Linked DNA regions of Mus musculus: region 1 is linked to region 2. The links are chromatin contacts, called in public HiChIP or PLAC-seq maps. All regions are on one chromosome and are shown on one strand. Each heading gives the region's core, a stretch centred on a gene start, on an enhancer-like site or on the middle of the called end of the contact. The rest is flanking DNA. Distances are from core to core; before and after follow the strand shown. Region 1 holds the start of 4930412M03Rik (RIKEN cDNA 4930412M03 gene). Region 2 overlaps Gm33998 (a long non-coding RNA gene).

Region 1 (4,411 bases), core at 857-3,356, 480 kb before region 2:
AGAAAGACTCCTGGGCCAGGCGTGGTAGTGCACGCCTTTAATCCCAGCACTCGGGAGGCAGAGGCAGGCAGATTTCTGAGTTCGAGACCAGCCTGGTCTACAAAGTGAGTTCCAGGACAGCCAGGGCTATACAGAGAAACCCTGTCTCGAAAAAACAAAACAAAACAAACAAAAAACAAACAAACAAAGATGCCTGGTCCAAGACACTTGTTAGAGGTTAATGGCAGGAAAAGAGACCTGCCAAGGGTCTGTGGATAGAGAGATGAGTGACATGACTACCTGGGTAGCCCAACAGGCTGCTAGCTCTCCTAAGATTAAAACTCCCCATCTCAGATTCCCACGGATGCACAGAACAGAGGATGATACCTTGTAGTGCACTATGCCGATCCGGTGTCCACACTAAGTTTGGCATCAATATGGTGACATCCTGGGAGTTGGGGACACCAGGTTTCTGGGAATTGAACTCCAGAACTTTGGAAGAGCAGTCAGTGCTCCTAATAGCGGAGCCATCTCTCCAGCCTTTCTCTGCCTCTTACTGTGGGGTGGAGTTTAGGCAGAATGCTAACATACCTTGTATGGCATTATATGAGAAAGGCAGAGTATATACTTCAGGTACCTACAAGAGTGGTAGCATACACAGTAAGGATAACCCTATGACAGGCAATGCCTTTAGAGACTAGAATATGGGTAAATTTCTTCCTTTTAACTCATATTTTTCAAAAGTTCTATAATAAGCCTGTTCTCCTTTTATAGCAAGAAAAAAAAGCTATTAAAGTCATCAAATACTTTACAAGTCCAAACATACAGCATGACTCTTTCATTCTTTGCATTTGTTGTGCTCATCCCATATTGTTTTTCAGGAATTTAGGACACACACACATACAGTGTGAATGAGTGAGTGTGTGTGTAGAGGAAAACTTGCCAGAGTCAGTTTTCTTCAAAGTCAGGTCACGAGGCTTTGTAGCAGGCCCTTTACCTGCTAAGCCATCTCACTGGTCCTATATCGTTTTTTGAGATGAGGGTTTTGGTATGTTGCACAAGCTAATCCTAAACTCCTGCTGCACTCAACCTCAAAAGGAGCTGAGATGTCAGGCATGGGTGGGTCTGGTTCTACTTTTGAACTTCTCTACAGTCAGCATATTCAGATTATCAGACTAGAAAATACTTAGAATTGGGAAGTTTTGTTTTGTTTTGAAACACAAGAACTCCTCATTATACAACCCAGGCTGGTCTCAATCTTGCTAGCCTATCAACCTCAGCTTCCTGAAGCGCTAGAGATACAAGTGTGCACCACTACTCTTGGCCTACATATCAAGATACATCCTTCTGCTTCCATAAAAACCTACTCTCGTCCTCCTGTGTGTGCCCTGGGTGAGGCTGAAGAAAGGCAGAGTCCAGCAGCTTAAGAGGCAATCTTCTTGCCAAGACCCTAAGACCAGTATTAAATTTAGCTGCCTGCTCCATACAAGCAGAAGGGGGCAGAAGCCAACTGAATTGGAGCCTCTTACTGGACTAGAGGAAAGAAAGCAGATCAGGAGGGTGAAGTTAGGGATTCAAGGCATGAAAAGCATGCGGAGAGAGGGCAGCATTACATGGGTCAAACTTGGCAACAAAGTTTAGTTACAGGTTTCCCAGGGCAGGCGATGGAGCCCGGGCTCAGAAAGTAAGAATGTACCTCCTGGCCAGGCAACCAAACGTCTGCCAGCTACAAGAGGCCAAGTGCTGGGCTCTGTCGAGGACAAGCGAGTACCTCTGGGCACAACTCTGCCAGTGTAAGAGAGTGTCGGGGCGCTCCCCGCGCCTCGTCCGTGAAGGACCGCGCAAAGAAGCACCAAGGCTGTGGCACCCGGGGGAGGGGAGAGCTAGACAGCAGAGAGCCCTGAGAGTACCTTCCCAGGTCTGGAAGCCACGCCTCCGGCTTTGCAATCCCGGAAAGGGGCCCGGCTCTACCAGGGGCGGGGCCTTGGCTGCCGGTCCCAGCAGCGCGGAGCATGACGGGCCAGGAGCTGCCATGGCGACTCAGTGCCCGCCCCGCCCCGCCCCGCCCCGCCCCTTGCACCTCCCGTGTGGAACGCTGCTTAGGGGGGCGCCGCGGGCTGGCGGGCAGGAAGCGCGGGCGTCTGCCCTCCCGCCGCCCGTTTCGAGGTCGTGGAGAGGAGAGGAAATGGCCCCGGAGCAACCACGCAGCTGCCTGATCGTCTGGCCCGACCGCGCCTCAGTAGATTTGGGTCCTGGTCTGAGCAGCCGGGCTGGTGCGGGTGTCCTCACTAGGATAATGAATACAGCTCCACTACCTATACTACCCAAGACGACCCCTCACACGCTCTGCGAGGAAACCGGTCTTCGGACCTGTGCCCCCAACCTGGTGGCCTGCACCAGTGATAGGGCAATTTGACTCCTAGTCGTGGGGGCTTGTGATACTATCTCTACCTACAGACACCCACTGCCTGTCACTGCACAGTAAACCTTCCTGCTCCACAGGGCTGCCTCCCCACTGGAATTCCCACCGTGTTCCTGGTTCTGGAAAGTCTGTTTTCCCGGGTGGCCATGATACCCTCCCTACTACTCCACTTCTTCCTTGCAGTCACAAGCAGCAGAGTGGAATGGGAGCTCGACACTGACTAGGCCTTTAACAGTCCTAAGGTATGTTAGTCCTAAGGTATGTTAGTCCCAGGGAGTCCGTTAGATCTGTACAGAAGTCAAGTGGCAGGGCCCAAGCGTTGCCTGTCTACAAGGAATGGGCCTCGTCATCCAGCTCTGGCTACCCACAACCCAACTACAGCTCGACCTCCCATACCTCCTCCCTCTCTCGCCTACCACAGGCCTGGCTTCCCTTCTGAGCCGCCAATCTGAAGCCACACAAAGGCCTGTTTGTTTGCTTTCACTCCGACTCCCCCCCCTGGATCCTATGTCTTTTCTCTGCTACCTGCCGGCAGGGCTTCCTCTCCCAGCCGCCAGCGGGCTGAAGAGGAGGGGCCGAAGGGAAAGAGGGGCAGCCATTGCAGAAAGCCCTGCCTCATGATCACCCCGTGGTTCCTCGAATCCACCTCCCTAGTACCAGGAGCTCTCAGTTTGATGGCTTGACAAATGACGATGACACTGGTGTCCCTTCAAGGTGTCTCCGAATAAAGGGAGCTAGCTGGGTGGGCAATACCTGGGTAGAGAAAGAGGAGCAGATAGACTCAGCTAGTCTCCCCCTATCCATGTGAACAAGATTTGTTTGTAAGAAAGGCTGCCTTGGCTTTCTAAGCAACCTGGAGTCTGCCAGGAGATATGGAGATGAAGGGGGCCAGGAGGCCTCGATGGAGCAGGCAGAAGGATGTTGTTTCCCAGCTCCCCCTCGGTTGGTGGGTGCCCTCAGTGTCCACTTTGGCTAGGCACCCCAGAGAACATCTTGTGTCTCAGAAGCCCTGCACAGCCAAGTGAGCTGAAATAAGGCTTTCACGGGCAAAGAAAAACAAACAGCCACATTCCACACCACCTTCTCTACCTGCAGAGGGAGGCTGCCCTCTCTCCCCATTCAAATAAAGAAATTCGACACTGATATAGCACAGAGATAGGCAATCTGGCCTGGCTCCCCCACCAGAGCTCTTTTATTGCACCCTGCCAAGCTGGGTGGCCCAGGGCGGGTCCTTCCCTCCCTGGGGCCTCTTTCCCTTTCCAGGCTGAGTTTAACCCCTATGGCCACTTCCAGGATGAAAACATTATGCCCACCCAAGAATGGAGGAAACCAAAAGAAAAACCCACAGGAAGAAAAACCTCCCTAGTCAACCTCAGGGCTGTCTGTCTCCAAACCTTAAACTTTTCTTACCTGAAAACAGTGTCATTTCACAGCAGCTGATTGATTATCTATGAAACGGGTGAATGACTAATGTGAAAGGAAGGTGGTAAGCAGGGTTAACTTGGAGCCCAGTAGTTGTGATTCTCAACTGGTTGAGCTCATGTCGGTCTCTTAACCTTTCTGAGCTTTAGTTTCTTTGACAGAACAGTTAAGGGTTAGAGAGGACCACCCAGTACCTGGCACAAAGCAGGTACAGCTTAAATGATAGTTCTCCTGGCAATGAGAGACGGGCCTTCACTCATCAGAGGAGTCAGAGCTCCCTTCCCTTCGCCTTCACCAGCTGGCTTTGTCTACAGGTATCCCATCACTTCTTCCCATCTCTGACCTCTAGAAACTTCTGGTAAAGGCCACAGCCACCCCACCTGACGTCCCTAAGCTCCCAAGAGACAGTGTCACCCCAAGGGAATAAAGCCAGCTCCATCAACGTTATGCTAAGTCTGATTTGGCAAACCCTGTTTTTAGTGCTATTTTGAGCCACAGTGGGGATTTTCTGTGCTGTCTCAAAGGTATACATAGGATTGCTTCCCATCCCACTCCTCTCTGTGCTTGACATGAAAATGTTGTTCTTCC
Region 2 (4,312 bases), core at 1,180-3,679:
CAGCAAGTGCTCTTAACTGCTGAGCCACGTCTCCCATTCCTACATGTTCTCTTCACGCCAGTGCCATCTATGTCTCCACTGGGCTGCAACTCCAGCCGCTGATGTGCCACATTCTGTACAGCTGTAAGGGTTGACCTAAGTGGGGCGTTGAAGGGATGAAGAAAGGATACACACGGAAAAGCTGGGATCAGGTGGGCTGTGCTCACCCTAGTGGAGGGCACCAGCGGTGCCACCAACAGTGGGGAATCCCAGCACCTTTATTTATACTCTGAGCCAAGGTAGAGGGTTTATCATATACAGCTGGATAAGGAAGCAGGCTCACAGTATACACATAAACAGGAGACATGTTTAGTTAATCTTTCTGAGAAGTCTTTGTAGGGGATCAGTCTTGGGCTGCAGTCATCCCAGAGGAGGAAGTTGGTTGATCGTTTCTGAATACACTGTCTATATTCACACTCGGATCAGATGAAGGCTTTGCCAGTTCCCATGGGTCTGAGGCACTGGGGTCCTTGACATGGCTGTGTTCAGCAACACACATTCACTCAGACCTTTCTCTGCTCCCCACGCTCATCTGGCCTCTGACTCTTTGGCTTGCCTGTTTGGACATTTTCACATCATAAAGTCATATGGCATATGATCTGTGGTCTGCAGCCTTCACCCAGCCTCGTGGTTTCAAGACTCACCCTCCTGGTACCTGTGGACATACCATTTTACCATTCTTCTGTGGCCAACTTATAGGCTGTTACATGGGTACAGCACGCACATTCACACACACACACACACACACACACACACACACACACATACACATTGTTGAGAAGATAAGGTTTTACTCTGTAGCTCTGGCTACTTTGGAATTTATCATGTGGACCAGACTGGCCTCCAACTCAGAGATCTGCCTGTCTCTGTTTCCTCCTGAGTGCTGGGATTAAAGGCATGCACCACCACCACCCGACCAGATTTCATATTTTAATGTTAGCAAATACATTTTAAAATACATGTTGAAAGAAGCCAGGCATGTGGCTTATCCCTGTAACTGAGCACTCGGGATGCTGATGTTGGAGAGATGCACGGGGTAAAATCAGCCTGGGTAGGAAGATGAGATCTTGTCTGAAAAAAAAAAATAAAAATTAATAAAAAGTGGAAATAAACATCGAAAGAGACAGTGCATAGCAAGACATTAAAGGGAGATAATGAGTTGCTGTCCCACAAAAGGGAGAGATGGCCCTAGTATTAAAGAAAAAAAAAAAGAGTCCATAGTATTTTTTCCCAACTTCCTGTTCCATATAAACAGAAACATTTCCCAAGCCTTGGTCTACAAGGCTACATTCTGTGTGATGCCTTCTTGTCTATATTCCCAGAAGGCCAATGCTCAGCAAAAGTACGAGATGTTTCCTGAGAGCAAAAGGGTCTGGCCACACCCCACTTAGCCTAACCTGTATCCCCAGCCACTGTAGCCAACCACAGATGACCTGCCGCAAACACTAAAGAGGAACTTCCTCCCTCCCATGCTAACCACTGGGATGGGTGCCTGAGTCACTTCCTGCTTGAAAGATAGATAGCGTGGTGCATACCCCAAAGCTCAGAGATTAAACATGTTTGGGAGCTATGGTGTGGGCTAGCTTGTCACCTCCGTTTAGCCACTGATGGCCAGTGATTTACATTCAGTATTCTGTTCAGTCTTCCAAACAGATTCAAAAGGGGACTGAGAGTCATACCTACCTAAGGTGGAGCTCAGAGACGCAAAACACTGACCAAAGGTCCCAAGACCTGAACTTGAACATGTTCTACAACTGCTGCTACACCCTCCTGGTAAACCTGACAAAATAATCTTGGACTGTGAAGCTTTCTGTGACCCAGAGCCACCACATTTCCCTGACCTGTGAGGCTATCTGGAAGGGACCTATTGTTTCTCCTATCCCCTGTGGACTTTCCCCTGCTGTTACCTGTGACAAAGCCTTCGTTATGCCACGCTGACAGCATTTGGAGCACTGCAACTATAATACAACGTTGGCCTAGAGAAGAAGCCATTTCAGACTCCTTTGTGGGCTGCAGATGAGGAGAACGGCTGGCTCACATCATTTACTAACTGGGTCATGCCAGCCCTTGACCATGCTCCCAAAGGCCCTGCCTGGCACCGTGTCAGCCAGTCCTGTCTGTGCCTCGGGTTTATGAGGAGGTATTCCCTCCTCGATAACAATGTTCAGAAGGAGCTAAGTCGGGGCGGGTGGGCAGACCCAGAATCCCCGCCTACAAGAGTGGCATTTTCCCCTTAAGTCCTTGCAGAATGAGTCTATGTGGCTTCCCTACTATGGCTTGGGTACTTGTGGCATTGTTGAAATGCCAAGCAGGGCTGGCACCCCTGCTTCCAGTAGCCCAACAGCCACTGCCCTCTTGGCAGCCCTGAGCTATGTGCTGAGCAGGTGGCCCTTCCCACTCAATCTGAGTCCAAGAATGTTGTCATCCGGTTGCCCAGGGCCTTTATCAGTGTAGCCTTTCTTACGGTGGCTGGGACAAAGGGTGTGGGTGTCCTCAGGACTCTGGGGGATTCTGGGAATGTATCTTTGCCTCCCCAAAATTCCAGCTGTCCTAGCTGTATGGAATTCTCATCCATCTTGCTGAAGAGATTTGAGACCTGTAGTGGGGGCAGGATACAGTTCAGTTCCTAAGTGTTTTGTTAGACTTACTTAGAGTCTTCTTACCATTTCTGAGTCATGCAATGAGAAGAAAGTTCTAGATTACTACTCAGACGCCTAAGAGCTGGGTATACAGCATCAAGAGATAGAGCGGCTTGGTAAGAGGACTGTGTCCTTCAAGCCTCAACCCTTTCTGACAAAGGTACCTTGTTGGAAAGCAGACCTGTTTTTACAAAGATTCAATCAATTAATCAATAAATTTAAAAAATTTTTAAATGTATTTCTACAAGGAAACTAGTGATATTCAAATGTTGGCGATGAATTCAATTTTTAAAAAAATTGAAATTGTCTGCCAGATTCAGCACATGTGCTGACCAGATGCAGGCTGGGGATCACTACGTTATGGCCCTGGCTCTCAGCCTGACTCTACAAAAGGGTACAGCCAGCCCACATCTGAACCTAGGAACCACAGCCCCTCATCTAGTGGTGGTGCAGCCTCGGGCTGGAGGTGACAGAACATGGGTAAGCAGTTGAGGTCAGGCTTTGGCCTCCACTTGCCCAGACTTGTTAGTGAGAACTCCAAGGACTGTCTAGTTTCAGTGTAGGAACACCCACAGTGGTTAAACAAGCCAGCCGGGGAGCAGGAGGAAGGAGCTGAGATCAGAGCAAGGAGTCCGCCCCAAGTCATGCCAAACAGCCTGGGAGCAGGGTACACGCAGAGATAGATGGACAGTGGACGTAGCTCAGCCCCGTTTGTTCTGCCTCTCACGCTTTAATGCTACAAAGTCTTACCATCATCAGCTCATGTCTGGAGTCAGAGAGACCTGGAGGTAGGGAGTGACCAAACACTGCAGTCCTTAAGTGTTTGGGGGACTGGTTGGAGGGCCTATGCAGACGCTCAAACTTACAGACGCTCAAGGCCCGATGCACATGCTCTCCCGGACTTCAAAGTTTGCCTAGATTGCACATAGCACCCAGCACAATGTAATCGTGCAAATCGCTATATTATTTAGGATGTAATGACATAAAAAAAAAGTCTGTTATATTTCACACAGACATGGTTTGAGGAGAATTTTTCCTCTTTTTCTCCCTCCTCTCACCCCCTTTCCTTCCTGTTTATAGATACAATGCATCATGTATTCAGGCTAGCCTGGAGCTCACATGTGGCAGAGAATGAATAGCCTCCCCACCCCACCCCAGCCCCTACACGCCCTGTCAATCGCCCCTCCCCCCAAGCTCCTGATTTTCTTGCCTCATGAACACTGGGTCATAGGTATCTATCATCATGCAGTTTTGATCACTAGTACTAGAGATGGAGCCCAGGACTTCATCCATGCTGGGGCAAGCACTCTGCCAAATGAGCTGTGTCCTCAGACTCTTTTTGCCTTTTTTTGAGACAGGGTCTAACACTGTAGCCCAAGGTAGCCTTGAATTCAGCTCCAACTCGCTGTGAATTCATGGTGATCCTTTGACTATTTATTCTTCGGCACTATCTTCCCTGACCACCTGCCCCTCTGTTCTTGGCTCAAGCTGCTGCTCTTCCTATCCCTTCCTCTGAATGGCCGGAAGCTCTACACATAGACAGTGGACCCCGTGTGTCCCCTGTCCTCAGCCCTATCCTGATATGCTACATCAGGCTGTTCAGGATCCACACATGAATGCTGAAATCCTGCTTG

What was found. HiChIP or PLAC-seq counts read pairs in DNA pulled down with a chosen protein or histone mark.
Region 1: a FOXA1 HiChIP or PLAC-seq map of pancreatic cancer cells shows a contact between it and region 2. The contact joins the promoter of 4930412M03Rik here to the enhancer-like site in region 2. A contact is called at or near these places in 5 of 39 promoter capture datasets (the C10 cell line, hippocampal neurons, liver and 1 more) and 1 of 115 datasets of contacts at active chromatin or transcription factors (pancreatic cancer cells).

Annotation. Positions count from the first base shown.
Region 1 is chr11:60,112,927-60,117,337 of GRCm38.p6, reverse strand. It overlaps 4930412M03Rik (RIKEN cDNA 4930412M03 gene), which reads left to right and starts at 2,106. Exons shown (of 1, transcript NR_164317.1): 1 at 2,106-4,411. The region is part of intron 1 of Rai1 (retinoic acid induced 1); the gene reads right to left.
Region 2 is chr11:59,634,383-59,638,694 of GRCm38.p6, reverse strand. Gm33998 (a long non-coding RNA gene) reads left to right here. Exons shown (of 3, transcript XR_388694.3): 3 at 1,681-3,653. Among named protein-coding and RNA genes, the nearest start is that of Gm33998, 6.8 kb to the left of the region's middle. Within about 2 kb of position 2,429, at least 130 of the 459 cell types and tissues checked have an H3K27ac peak or open chromatin away from gene starts, as enhancers often do. A contact at or near this core is called in pancreatic cancer cells, where this site is marked.